Regions from separate parts of the Triticum aestivum genome. Here region 2 is linked to region 1. Evidence: chromatin contacts called from public Hi-C data. All regions are on one chromosome and are shown on one strand. The core of a region is the stretch at or near the end of the contact, and the rest is flanking DNA. Distances in the headings are between cores, read along the strand shown.

Region 1 (7,223 bases), core at 2,662-5,161:
CTAGATGTACTTCGACTTTACCCAACACTACCGAATAAAGTTTTTACAACTTCAAAGAATGAGTGCCGAAAAGAGGGGTTTCTCATGCGAGAGTTGCTAGCCTGCATTTCCCGTTGTGTGCTATTGTGCTTTATTTATTAGTAGATGTTTGACTGCTAGGCAGGAGGGTGGAACATTTAGCTCTTCGGACCTCACCATCTTACATTGCACACTCTTTGGTGGGAGAAGCCATAGTTTAGGAGCTACCATTGCACGCGGCTTACATTTAAATAGATCTAAGGGTATTTATTCATGGTGATATTTATGCTACTCGCCTTGCTAAACACTTTAATGTTATAATCAGGCATAGTGAGGATCGTCTGCTACCTGAGATTTACTTAGATTATAGACGCATGATAGATCATGATTTTATTAATAGAGACAATCCACCTCCGCTACAACCTAGTTTTTAGGCAGGGTACCCGCAATATCATTACTCTGCCTGCTCCTTCTTTGTTTTATGTTAGTGCCATGGGGAGATACATTATTATGCGAGAAGACATAATTAATTATAGAACGAGTTGGCGGCAGCAGAGGAAGTCCACCCTTGGGATGCTCGGGTATGACAACCGACTCAAATCCTACCTGGACTTGATGGATTCTACGATTGGCAGTGATCAGGTTAGGCCAAAAGTCTAAGCTTTGGGGAGTATGGATTCTCATCAACACTTTTATTCATATTCACACATTCATTATACTTGTGGGTGTTCATCGTTTTCTTTGTATATCCATTTTTCGCTTTTATTTGTTTTTTGTGTGTTTGATAAAACTTTGAAAAATCGAAAAATATTTCTTGCTTCTTTTTGGATTTCTTTCTTTGTTAGCAACTCCTATATTCGTCAACCTCTCGCCACCTCTCCTCTTGAACCCGCTCATCACATGCATGATAGTTGAAAAAGTTAAAAAGAACTGAAAGAACTCTAGCATTACTACTTTAGGCGAAAAAGTGGTGAAACGTCATATTACACAAAGTGTAAAAAAAATGGCATCACAAAAGACCATAGGGTTATTCAATTGTTACTGTTTTTGTAGGCAACTTCATGCAAAAAATATAAACAACTTTTATATATATGTTGGCAAACTGTCTGATATGCCCCTATGCAACTTCTCACCCTCCTAGCAACTTGACGTCACACTATGAGCAACCCCTATATCTTGTGTCTATGTAACTATACAAATCTGCATAGAGCGACTGTTCTAGCAAAATCAAACACAATTGTCCTCCTAGCAAAATTCACACAACTGTTCTAGCAAGATCCGAAGCAACCGTCCTTAGATAAAATCCAAGCAACTATCCTAGCAAATCCAAGCAACTGTATTACCAAAACACAGTACAAAACTATTCTAAGCAGTTGTTCTAGCAAATCCAAGCAATTGCATTACCAAAAACACCGTGAAAAATTGTCCAAGCAAAACCAAGCAACTACCCTAACCAAACAAGAAACTCTATTACGCCACGATGCAACTCTTCTAACAAATCCAAGCGACTGCTTTATCCTCATAATTCACATAATTGCCAATCTATTGACCCCAAAAAATCGCCCCATTGATTCAAACAAAAAATGACATGCATTTGGACAAGGCCCTGGTTTTTTGGTAATAGGCAACTTCATAACAATGACAGAAAACTAGGAGAAATATTTTATCTCTTTTTACTAAATATGGATAGGCGATAATAGGACAGTGTATGCATAATATATGTTGTATGCAATTTCGTGACGCAAGTTGCTTCCTTTAGTGCTGAAAGTTGCCTCCATGTCATTCCAAAGTTGCCTGCGGATGATGCTCAGTTGCCTACATACAATGAAAATTTGTCCCACATGGTTTTTATGTTATCTATGATATACTTGCTAGGTAACTTCACTAGTACACATGATGCAAGAAAACTGCTTCTGTTAAGCTCTAAAATTGCCTCAACTAGAACCAAAATTACTCTTGAAAAAAATTCATCAAAACATATCACTATGTGACCAAGTTTTGAAGATTTGTCGTGAGAAACCTAATAGTAAAAACGGATCTTCATTGTGCCAGTCAGTTTAAATGTTATAGCTTTTTGAAACAAAATGAGTTGGAATAAAGTGGGCTGACATCACCACATGCATGCGGCTAAGCCTTAGGGACCATCCACCACCTAATAACGTCAGGTACATCGCGAGGAGGAAAGATATCGTTTTCTTAGCAGTTTGTCGCGTAGCAGATGCGCAAGGATCGGACAGCTCGCGTGCATGCGCTCGACTCCGCCGAATAGCGGCAGGTGCATTATCTAGAATTTAGACAAAAAAAACTATTTGGATGTCTATGTGACCCATAGAAAGTTGGTCATATAATACATACATAATTGTATGTATAACTATAAGAAAAAGGAAGGGAAATTGTATAAGATTAAGAAAGTATAAGATTAAGAAAGCTCGTGGGTTAGAGATATAGAAAAGAAAAAGTAGAAAAGGATTAAAAAAGAGGGAATTCCTAACCCAATCAAAAAACCCATTTTGGTCTTAGTGTGGATAGAGGATATACTTAATAATAAAGGGACTATTGCTTCTCGGAGTACGTCATGGAAATTGTCTCCAAAATTGCAAAATATTACCCACCAATACTACCTATAAGTGATAAAAAAATTCACACATGTGATTCCCCAGCCTGGGCTGGCCCATTTAATAGGGACCTCTTATACTCTGCTCTGCGCGCTGGGAGAAGACGCAGCGCGCCTGTTTGGGCCGACTCATGTATGAGCGGCCTACTTTTCAAATTTTGTTTTTTACTTTTTATTTTTTCTTTTCTATTTTTTTCAACTTTAAATAATTTGTGACTTTAAAAAAATTCGAAAAATTAAAAAAATAGATTTTTTTAAATAAAATATATATTAAATCATAAAATGTTTGTGAATTCAAAAATTATTCGTGATTTTGTAAAAAATGTTTGTTTATTTAGAAAATGTTTGAAATTTTAAAACAAACGTTCGGGAAATCAAAAAAGTTCATGATTTTTAAAAAGTTCTTGTATTAGAAAATGTTAATGAAATTGAACAAAATTTTGCCAATTCAAAAAATATGCTAAAAATTCAAAAATGTTCGCCGATTCAAAAATGATCTTGCATTTCAAAAAAAAATTTGAAATAATAAATGTTCGTGAATTTCAAAAGTTGTTTAACCAACTTCCAAATAATTGTTCGTCGATTCTAAAAATGTTCGCCGATTCAAGAAAATTGTTTAATAAAATGTTCACAATTTTTAAAAAATATTTGCAAATAGTATAAAATATTCATGTATTAAAAAAATGTTATCTATTTTAGAAAATATTTGAAAATTTGTAAAATGGTCACAAATTTAAAAAATGTTTATGATTTCACGAAATTAAGAGTGGTAGTGTACCCCGATGATGCAACAAAATATGGTCATGGTTATTGAAAATTATGATTATTTTTTCTCCCAGTGCAGCGTCCTTTTGCTTCTTCTTTTTTGAGAATCTCACAAAGCTTTATTACTGCATCACAATGTTGACAGGGACAAATACAAGATCTCCGGGCTGACCTAACCAAACATGACGGCCAAACCCTAAGGATAAAGCGCCCTTTTGCTAGTAAAGCTAAAATTAGCAAGGTGTCCGAACAGTGATAACTAACAACACGCCTTTATCACCCTGTACTGTAAAATGCACTCCGGCCCACAACCATCCCCATCACCGGCGCGCGGTGCGCCCCCGTCGTCGTCCGCAATGAATAACGGGTGATGCAAGGTTGGATGATCGTGCAACCGCGAGCTGCCGCGTGCTCCGTGGAGGATCGAAATTTCCACATCCAGTCGACGCACCTGTCGCCCCCAGCCTAACACCCTCACTTGACTCTCACGCGCTACGATCGCGCCAGCTTAGTCGGCGCGACTCCTCCCAACCCCCACCCGCCCTCTCTCATCCACACCGCCGCGATGCCTCCCCTGCTCCTCCTCCTCGCCGTCCTACTCCTCTTCGCCGCGGCCAACGGGTACCCACCCACCTGCGGCAACGCCACCTGCGGCGGCCTGACCATCGCCTACCCGTTCTGGCTCAACTCGTCCTCGGCCGCCAGCTGCGGCTACCGCGGCCTCGGCCTTGCCTGCGAGGACAACACCACCCTGATCCTCCCCGCCCAGTCCCACCACCGGTACATAGTCTCGGGCATCGACTATGACACGCACTCGGTCTTCCTCGTCGACGACGTCGAGGCCGAAGCCCTCAACGCAACCAGCTGCCCGCACCTCCACTTCAACTTCACCATCGACGCCGGCTCGGCGCTGCAGCTCACGCACTCGGACTCCAACATCACCTTCTTCTACAACTGCAACAAGAACGCCTCATGGCCCTCCGCCGCGGAATTGACCGGCTGTTCAGATTACAACAAGAGTTCGTACGTGTCAACCGGCGATGATGGTTACACGGGCGAGGCGTACGAGTACGGGTGCGAGGCGGCGGTGGTGGCGCCGGTGCTGGACGCTCATAAGAAGGCCATGATGGAGGCGCCTCCTGCGTCAAGGTACGTTGAGGTGCTGAAGGGCGGGTTCGAGCTGAACTACAGCCCGCACTCAGAGCAGTGCGGCGCATGCGAGCGCTCCGGCGGGTGGTGCGGCTACCGGCACAATCAGACGCACGGCGGGGTGGGGTTCGTCTGCTACTGCGATGGCGGGCCCACAACGGATCAGTGCGGTAGCGGTACGTATGACTTTTCTATCGCTCACTTGTCATTACTTTTGTTTGAACGAGTCCCTGTTGTGGACTTGCGCCACACATCTTGTGGCACTTATTACGGAGACGTACCAGTCTTCCTGCTGATTGATGCACTTATGGAGGGTACACGGCCACATTCGCCAGAACCAAACGCCTGCAGGATCTCAGAGCTAAAACAGTCAGGTTTGTGTACGTGTAGCTTTGTTCAGCGCCCTTTCTGTGCAGCGCCTTGCCTTTTACGTATTACTCCCTCCGTCTCATAATGTACGCTTTTTGACTCTCGTGTAGTGTCAAAAAACGTCTTATATTATGAGACATTATGAGACAGAGGAAGTACTGTACCTGCAACTGATCCCCGGAGGTTTTGATGGCCAACCCCTCACCCGAACCCCATGAAGTTAGAGTAACTCCAACGGGCCGACCCAAACGGACGGCGGTTTCGTCCGCTTTTTGTCCGTTTGGGTCGGCCGCCCGCCTTGCGTCCGCCCTCTTTTAGATTTGGGTCGGCGGCGTGCCCAACGTGCCGACCCATATGTGCCGGCATGGCCGGCTGGCCGCCCAATATTTACATTGATTTGCATTCAAACATATTGTTAAATAACATAGTTTTACCGAATAAAAAATACTATAGTTTTACAAGACGAATGCAAATAAAAATGTTTCACATAGTTTTACAGCCGAATAAAAGAAGATACATCTATTGGTTGCCAACATGAGCCCACATATACTCAATCAAATCATTTTGCAGCTGCACGTGAGTTTCTCAATCACGCATGTCTTCATGAAATTGGGTGAACTGTTCAAATGTTGCCGCTACTCCATGCTCAGGCACAACATTCTGACCCTGAAACTGAAACCCTTTATCGTACAGACGTACTGGGCGCTCGTCTTCTACGATCATATTGTGCATGATCACACAAGCAGTCATCACCTTCCACAGTTTCTGCGTGCTCCAAGTATTAGCAGGATACCGAACGATGCCCCATCGAGATTGCAAAACACCAAAGGCACGCTCGACATCCTTCCTGGCACTCTCTTGCTCCTAGGCAAATCTTTTCCTCTTCTCTCCGACAGGGTTGGGTATTGTCTTGACAATAGTGGTCCAGTGAGGATAGATACCGTCACCCAGGTAGTATCCTTTGTCGTAGTTGTGGCCGTTGACAGTAAAGTTCACCGGTGGGCTGTTGCCTTCGGCAAGCCTAGCAAACACCGGCGAGCGCTGAAGCACGTTGATATCATTGTATGATCCAACCATGCCAAAAAAGGAGTGCCAGATCCAGAGATCTTGAGACGCCACGGCCTCTAGGATGATAGTGCAAGCCCTGACATGTCCCTTATACTGCCCTTGCCAAGCAGAAGGACAGTTCTTCCACTCCCAGTGCATGCAGTCTATGCTGTCAAGCATCCCTGGAAATCCCCTTCTGGCATTCATCGCCAACAAACGGGATGTATCTTCAGCCGTCTGCTCTCTCAAGTACTCAGGGCCAAACACAGCAATAACAGCCTTGCAGAACTTATACAGGGACTCTAGGCATGTAGACTCGCTCATACGGACGTACTCGTCAATGAGATCACCGGGCACTCTGTATGCAAGCATTCGGGTGGCGGCAATGCATTTATGATAAGAGGAGAAACGAATCTTGCCGACGGCATCCTCTTTGCACTCGAAATAGTCATCATAGCCGACCACTCCCTCTCTAATACGGTTGAAAACATGCCTACTCATACGGAAACGGCGGCGGAATTTGTGATGTTTGAACAACGGGTTTGTTGTATCAAAGTAGTCCTTCCAAAGAAGGAAATTCCCGCTCTCTCGGTTGCAATTCAACGCCGGAAGGTGGCCCGGAATGGAGCCACGAAACAACGGCCGCTGTCTGTTGAGGTGGTGATGGACCAACACGGCAGCTAATATCTCCTCCTTGTCGTCGGACGACGAATCGTCGGAGTCGCAAAGGAAATTGTGAAAAAAAGAACTCATCGGCGGAGTCCATTTTCGTACCTTGGCAAACTGTCGAACAGCTTGCGGGCGTCGAAGAAGGAGATGGCCGACGAGGGGAGTCGCGGCGCGTACGGACCAGCTAGCTGCCCTGCCGACTTCCGACGAGTGGGCCGGCGTCCGACGAGCGTGCCGGTGAGGATCTGGCCGGCGCGGCGAGGCGGCCTCTTGGTTGCGGGCGGCTGTGCGGTTGGAGGAGCGGCGGTGGGAAATAGTTTGCTCCCCGGCGGGAAGACGGCGGTGGCGGGGCGACGGGGGGAGTGAGCGGTGTTGCTGGGCGGATGTGGAGGCGTCGGAAAAAAAGGGCGGCGGTGTTGGCGACGAAGGAGGCGGGCGAGGGTTGCTGGGGGTGGGGGAAGGCCAATGAGCCACCGACCAACGGACCCGGGGAAAGGAGAAGGCGAGTGTGCGTGCGTCCGTCGCGTGTCCGCGCCGACGCAAATCCGTCTCAAAAATGGGCCGAGAATGGGTCGCCTGTGGACGAAAAGCG
Region 2 (7,223 bases), core at 2,612-5,111, 180 kb before region 1:
GGATCGGCGCTTCTGAAACTTGGTACGAACCACCGACAAAATTGGAAGTTTCAAAACATATGACCGATAAAATTGTTTGTTTCAGAAAATAAGACTTAAAAGGTGCCCGTGTGCGAGACCGAACATCTTTGCGGATCGTGAGGCAATCGGGCGGCGAACATGGCTGGGCAGGTGCGTGTCCCACCCCTACCTGTAGCCACTGCAAGTTTTTGTAGTTCCTACCTTTGTTACAACCAAAGTATGATTCATTTTGCAAACTTACATTTCTAGGACTACTGATGGATCAAATTAAGCGAAGGAGTTTCATTTGACGAGACTACTCAAAGGTGTCCCTGCAGCAGCGAGTAGTGGAGCGGCTCGTCCAGATCTGGTGTGGCTGCTTCCCTTCTCCGGAGGGTTTGGTCTATTGGTGGGAGGTGGTGGCGTGCTGCCACTCCGCGTGGGACGGCAGGCACTCCTAGTTTGTGGTTGTGTTGCAACTTTGTTGAGTGGGTCAGACTCAACAGGGGCGGTAGATCATGAGATGTGCTCTCAGCGGTGGATGTTGTGGTGGTTGGGTTGCAGTTGATGGTGGGCCGACATGGGAAGTTGGTGGCAATGCATCTCCGAATGAGTTCCCGTTTGTGGCCTTGGCTGATTCTGGCAACGGCGACACTCGTGCGAACCGCTATCTTTCCCGAAAGCTTCGTCGTGGAGTTGTGCTCCTACCTCTCCCCGTGGACTTGGCTCTGGAAGGAAACTTCAAATCTTATGGATCGGGCTATGGAGGTGTCTTCGCTCCTCTCTACTGCTTGGGGGCATCACCTTGGAGCCACGTGATAAGCAAACTATGGATGATAACTTCAAGTTGAGGAATGGTTGTGCAGCGGCGGTGGTCATGCATCGCACATAGCTGTCGGAATCGCGAAAAATTGGCGGCGTCAATACATGAGTGACTTTGATCGTGCTGCTGCTCAAGCACCTGGTCCTGAGCTCCGGGTTGAAAGACTAGGCATTGTCCGGATATGCTCGGACTGGTTCTTCATGGTGAAAACTTAGATATGGCCTTGGGTGGTGGATACGGTTACTGGCGGCGCTTGAGCCTCGCACCCTTCGTGAAGGCAATGTTGTTGACCTCGTTGTTGTCCATGGGGTGTCATGAGATGGTTGATGCAGATATGATCATTGATGTACTTTGTCGATCAGGGTTCTCAGTAAAAAAATTACCGCCTACGCATAGCTTTGGTCTTATATGACTTTGCTATTTGCCGCCTTGTTTTTGTGTGCATGCATTGGTGTTAGTTTTGTGCATCCTAATTATGCAGGTGCCATGTGTATGCTTATCATGTTTGTATCCTCCTGATGCTCCATTTTAAGCCAATAAAATCCATCCATTGTAGAAAAAATATGAAAGAATGTCGACCAGATTTAAGAAGAGGTTTCTTGCGCTCATTTTAACGAAATGGAGCCAAGGGCGGCCCCTTTGATATAAGGAAGTTTTTTTAATGAAGGCAAAATATTTGACTCATCAATTAATTAAGTAGAAGAGAATTGTCTAATTAGTTAATGAAAAACAGAAAAAAGATACGAATAAGCCACATGCAAACTGTTCACAAAGCATGAGCCCCATGACACAAATGAACCTTGATACCTCTACATTCCAAAAGAACACCTCGACCAAAGACAATGGAGCCAACAAAACCACAGTGACACGTCAAAACCATGACGACAGGCCAAGAGACTGAAGACCATCCATCAAGAAGCCGCTAGCACTTTCCCTAGCGCGCCACTCTTCCTTCCTTTGCCCATGAGAGATTTCTCCTTTAGGATGTCGGCACATGGGCAAACACCAAAGTTCTTGATTTTGCCCCTGGTTGGGGACTCCAGACCAGGAGGCAAGAAATTGCCTTGCCAGATCTAGGAGTAGTCGGCTCCAAGCTGGCGAGCAAGCCGCAATTCTCTTTCGCTAAGAGAGAATCGGAATTAGGTGCCAACACACTTGGCGCAACAACATCGTCAGCCACAAACACCACATACCCGATGGGTAGAGGTGACTGAAGAACCGCCACACCCCAAGCGAGCTCACCTCATTCAGAGTCGGAGGAGGATGGCGGCTGGGCCATGGTGACGCGGGAGGGCGGGACACGCTAGAGAAAATTCCTCTCTCGCCCATGTAATATGTGTGTGTGCGCGCGCCTTGGAGATTTCGAGATGCTCTATCCTTTGATCAGAAGAGCTACTATAGGAACAATTCTTATGAATTGAAATCCTCCAAAATTCGTATGAAATTCCTTTAGCTGAAAGAGGCCCGTAAGCCGTAGCGGGCCTAACTTATGTACCAACTGATGTTTTTACTGACCAGCTCCCTACTGTAAGTTTGTGCAAGCATGCCACTTAGAAAACAAAAATGTCGGTATCAACTTTGAACATGAAACTGCGTAGGACTAGCGCGGCACTGACGGGGGAAGTCCTACAGCTGATGGAGGGTTGCTATCATCATATGCCGTCGTCCACTGCTACTGGTCACATCCTGGTTGCCAACCCCATAGGCCATAGCTCAACGTCTGACTTGGTAAGCCGTGTATGAATGCGAAGCTTCGGAGACCATAGAAAATGAAAATGTTCTACTACATTGCATATCCAGCTCCTATTTTCTCTTGTTTTAACGTATTTGGAATGGTCAGTCCTGTTGCACGATTTCTACACAAATGTCAGTCGTGACTGAGACGTGCCAGTCGACCAATAGCAAGCTGACTACAGGTCAACGCGTACTACCAGCACGCAAGACTTTGATTTTGTGCCTCGCAAGCGCGCGGAAAGACATTCTATCAGCCCAACAGCCACCACGGCGAAGTCGCGCGAGCGGTTCGCCAAGAAAATCCGAGATCGACCGCAGAATCTATGCATTAAGCAGTGCTGAAGGGGCAAATCACTAGGATTAGAGTGCATAGTACATACCGCACCGGAGTTTGTTCGCGCCATCGTCGCAGACGCACGCGAAGCCCGTCCCGCCGTGCTCCTCGATGCGCCCGTATCGGCACCGTCCGCCGGACTGCTCGCATGCGCCGCACCGCTCGGACCGATCATCGTAACGCATCTGGAACCCACCGCTGAGCGCCTCACGGAGCGACGGGTTCGCCGGACGACGCGGGCTCATCAGCACCGGCGTCGTCACCGCCTCCTCGCACCCGTACGCGCGCGCGTCGCCCGTGGCCCCGTCGTCATCAGGGAGCACGTACCAGGCCATGCTCTGTTCCGGGCACCCGTCGAGTTTCACGGCGGAGGGCCGGGAGACGCCGGCCTTGCAGTTGTAGAGCAGGGTGAGGTTGGAGTTGGAGGGCGTGAGCTGCAGCGATGAGCGGGGGTCGACGGAGAGGCTGAAGCTGAGCCGCGGGCAGGTCGTGTTCCAGGCGTCCACGTCGGCGAGGGAGACGGCGCGGTTGGCGTAGTCGATGCGCAGGACCCTGTACTGGTGGAACTGGACGTCGAGGATCGGGGTGTTCTCGTTGCAGGAGACGCCCAGGCCCGGGTAGCCGCAGTTGGGCCCGGAGTTGGCGAGCCAGAACGGGTAGGCGATGCTCTGGCCGCCGCAGGTGGCGTTGCTGCAGAAAGCGGCGGCGTGGGCGTCGGCTGTGGCGAAGGGGAGCAGGACGAGGAGGAGGAGGAGGAGATGGTACATGGCGTGGATCGCTGAGGAAGAAGACCGGAACGGGTGCCTGTGCCACGGCGATCGATCGAGGGAGTAATAAGGCCGTCGGGCTGGGTGGAATCGATCGGTTGTTCTACCGTGCGTGGAAATTTTTTGGTGCCAAGAGGAGACAACGACCACGAGTCAAGGGAGCAGCTGATCCATTCCACGACCTTTTCCAACTTGAGGGGCGAGGCGAAGCTACCGGGCTGTAGCACCGGAAGATTTAGAACTTTAGTCTTTAGCCCACGAGAGCACACCACATCACCACTTTTTCTTTTTCTTTTTGAGGGAAAGCAGCACTTTCTTTTTTCTTGAAACAAGGCAAAATATTTGTCATTTTCATTAATTAGGAGAGAAGTTTTAACAGGTACCCGTAAGGCGGGGGAATGGAGTCTACTCTCGCAGCATTACATTACACAGGTGTCTAGTGCGTGCAAGCGTCCAAATACGAGCCTCCTCCTTTATCCTAGCAGTGACCATGGTCGCCGTGGTAGTGACATTCTCTTGCATTGCGCTCATTTCAGAGTTCCCAGAAAACAAGCATGAGCATGGAGGCTAGAGCCTTCCTCGAGGGCCCCCTATCTAGGATAGTCTTGAACCACCATTTGAAAGAACATGCGGTGCCCCATGTTTGGTTTTGGTAATTGATGACAATCTCTATGGTTCTTTGTGGGGTTAGGTTGCGGTGTGCAAGTTCAAGTAAAGCATCACGAAGAGATCAAATGCTTGAAGCCATTGTGATGACAATGGACTTGTGAAGATGTGCGGAAGGGTGGCTCACCCATAGTGGAGTATGGGGGAGCAATCAACTAGTCTTCATCGAGCCAACGCAATCAAGAAAGGTGGTCCATCTTGAGGGAGTCAAGATCGTCATCATCTAGCTCAAGTGGACCATGTGCAAGGCAAAAGTTTGCTCTTGATAGGTTTTCTATTTTACCGGTCTCATGACGGTAGTTGGGAGACCGGGTTACATGATCGATTGTCGTACTATCAAGGGGGGCTCTCGATGAGTAGCTTGATTGTATCGTTCATAGAGAGCTCAAACCATTGCATCCTTGCATCATCTTTATTGGTTCTTGTTTGGTTCTTCTCTTTGTGAGTTTTGGAGCTTATGGTCATCTTGATGACAAGCTCGAGTTCATCGAAAACGGAGTTCACTCGCATCTTCTATGATGTTTTCGATGTTGGAGGTTATGCCGGTTCTTCTCGGTTGGAGGTTTCACTCCTCTATTTGTTGGCATACTTCCCCTGCCTCTTCTTACTATAACCAGTCGCTGTTTTGATGCTACTCGTCGTCTTGTATCCAACAAGCTTGAGTTTGCTCAATTCGGAGCTCATATGAAGAAGTTTTGGCAGTTCTGTTTTTCTCCCTGCGGTAGTACCGCGGTGGCAGCGGTAGTACCGCTTGTAGCGTCAAGCGGTAGTACCGCTCCAGTACCGCTCTACTACCGCCTTGATTTTGGGTCTGCTCTTTTCGTGTCGGGTTCAGCGGTAGTCGCGCGGCAGTAAGGCACGGTAGTACCGCCTATAAGCGGTAGTACCGCTCCGGTCGAGCGGTAGTACCGCTACTGCACTACTGCCACCGTACTCTGCTCTGTTCTGCCTCCTTTTGTCCCGTGTTCTGCTCCTCCAGCGGTAGTACAGCTGGGGTGAGCGGTAGTACCGCTTATCGGCGGCACTACCGCCCCAAGGTTCTTGTGTTGTTGCTCCTTTTCACTGCTTCTTCTGCCTGAGCGGTAGTATCGCTCGTGGAGCGGTAGTACCGCTCGTGTGCGGGCTGAGCACATAACGGTTGGATTTTTCCCCTTCTATAAAAGGGGGTCTTCTTCTCAATGAACCTTATCCTTTGAGCTCGTGTTCTTCCCCCATTGTTGACCTTCTTCGAGCTTGCTAACTCTCAATCCCTCCATGGATTCTTGCTAGTTTTTGAGGAAAAAGAGAGAGGAGATCTAGATCCACATTTCCACCAATCACTTTCTCCTCTATGTGAGGGGAACCCCTTGGATCTAGATCTTGGAGTTCTTGGTGTTCTCCTTCTTGTTCTTCCTCTTATTTTCCTCCCTAGCATTAGTTGCTTCGGTGGGATTTGAGAGAGAAGGACTTGGGCACTCCGTGTGCCCTTTGCCATTGCATTTGGTGCATCGGTTTGAGTTCTCCACGGTGATACGTGGAAGTTACAAGTTGAGAAGCTTATTACTCTTGGGTGCTTGGTACCCTTGAGCTTGTTTCTCTTGGGTGCTTGGGCGCCCTAGACGGTTGGTGGTGTTCGGAGCTCAATCATTGTGGTGTAAAGCTCCGGGCAAGCGTCGGGGTCTCCAATTAGGTTGTGGAGATCGCCCCGAGCAATTTGACGGGTTCCGGTGACCGCCCCCAAGGGTTGCCAAAGTGTACGGGTTCGGTGACCGCCCCCAAGGGTTGCCATTTGTACGGGTTCGGTGACCGCCCTCAAGGGTCCCTTGGTGGAATCACGGCATCTTGCATTGTGCGAGGGCGTGAGGAGATTACGGTGGCCCTAGTGGCTTCTTGGGGAGCATTGTGCCTCCACACCGCTCCAAACGGAGATTAGCATCCGCAAGGGTGTGAACTTCGGGATACATCGTCGTCTCCGTGTTCCTCGGTTATCTCTTACCCGAGCTCTTTACTTATGCACTTTACTTTGTGATAGCCATATTGTTTCTTGTCATATATCTTGCTATCACCTAGTAGTTTATCTTGCTTAGCATAAGTTGTTGGTGCACATAGGTGAACCTAGTTGTTGTAGGTTTTGTGCTTGACAAATTAACCGCTAGGTTTATTCCGCATTTGTTCAAGCCTAAACCGTAATTATTTTAAAGCGCCTATTCACCCCCCTCTAGGCGACATCCACGATCTTTCACCATTCCTTTACAAAAATCTCGTGACGCCAGCCCGCAGTGATAGCATTGTTTATGCCGATCCATGAAGCCACATCAGCCCAAACGCGCTGGGAGAATCTGCATTGGAATATGAGATGTGGTGCAGATTCAGTAACTTGCTTGCATAAAGGGCAAAGCCCACAATTGGGCCAGCCCCGACGCTGCAGCCTGTCCGCTGTCCAAACACGATCCTGGATGATGAGCCAAGCAAAAAACTTGTACTTGGGAGGAGCCCAAACTTTTCAAACGGACATGTTCATGCTGCTCTTGAGATGGCCCTCGAACTGCCCCATGTAGGCCGAAGAAGCGGAATACTCGCCACTTGTAGTGAGCTTTCATAGGATAGTATCACGGACACCGGCAACAAGGTTGATCCCGGACACCCTTTCCCAAAGGAGGGTGAACTCCTGGATGTGCCCCAAGGATAGGTCGTGCTGGGTGTTTATTTGGTTGGCCCAAAAATTGTTCAGGAGTGCCTTTTGGACTGTGCACATCTTTTTCTTAGAGATGCCGTAGAGAGTAGGCGCAATGTCTTTCGGCCTGATCCCATCCAGCCAAGAGGAGTTCCAGGAGCTCGCGCTGCAACCGTCTCTGATGCGAACCATGGTGGAAACCGCGAAAATTTCTATGTCCTTGTCAGTACATGGTGTTCCAGAGCC

The links. A called contact is a pair of places that touch in the nucleus more often than the background predicts.
Region 2: a Hi-C map of leaf shows a contact between it and region 1, with 6 times the contacts expected there. The contact joins the promoter of LOC123078935 here to the promoter of LOC123078931 in region 1. A contact is called at or near these places in 2 of 5 Hi-C or Micro-C datasets (leaf and an unstated tissue).

Annotation. Positions count from the first base shown.
Region 1 is chr3D:364,925,940-364,933,162 of IWGSC CS RefSeq v2.1, reverse strand. It overlaps LOC123078931 (LEAF RUST 10 DISEASE-RESISTANCE LOCUS RECEPTOR-LIKE PROTEIN KINASE-like 2.1), which reads left to right and starts at 3,911. Exons shown (of 3, transcript XM_044501583.1): 1 at 3,911-4,722. The coding sequence starts at 3,963. It also overlaps the pseudogene LOC123078932.
Region 2 is chr3D:365,106,288-365,113,510 of IWGSC CS RefSeq v2.1, reverse strand. LOC123078935 (LEAF RUST 10 DISEASE-RESISTANCE LOCUS RECEPTOR-LIKE PROTEIN KINASE-like 2.7) reads right to left here and starts at 3,861. Exons shown (of 3, transcript XM_044501585.1): 1 at 2,938-3,861. The coding sequence starts at 3,658.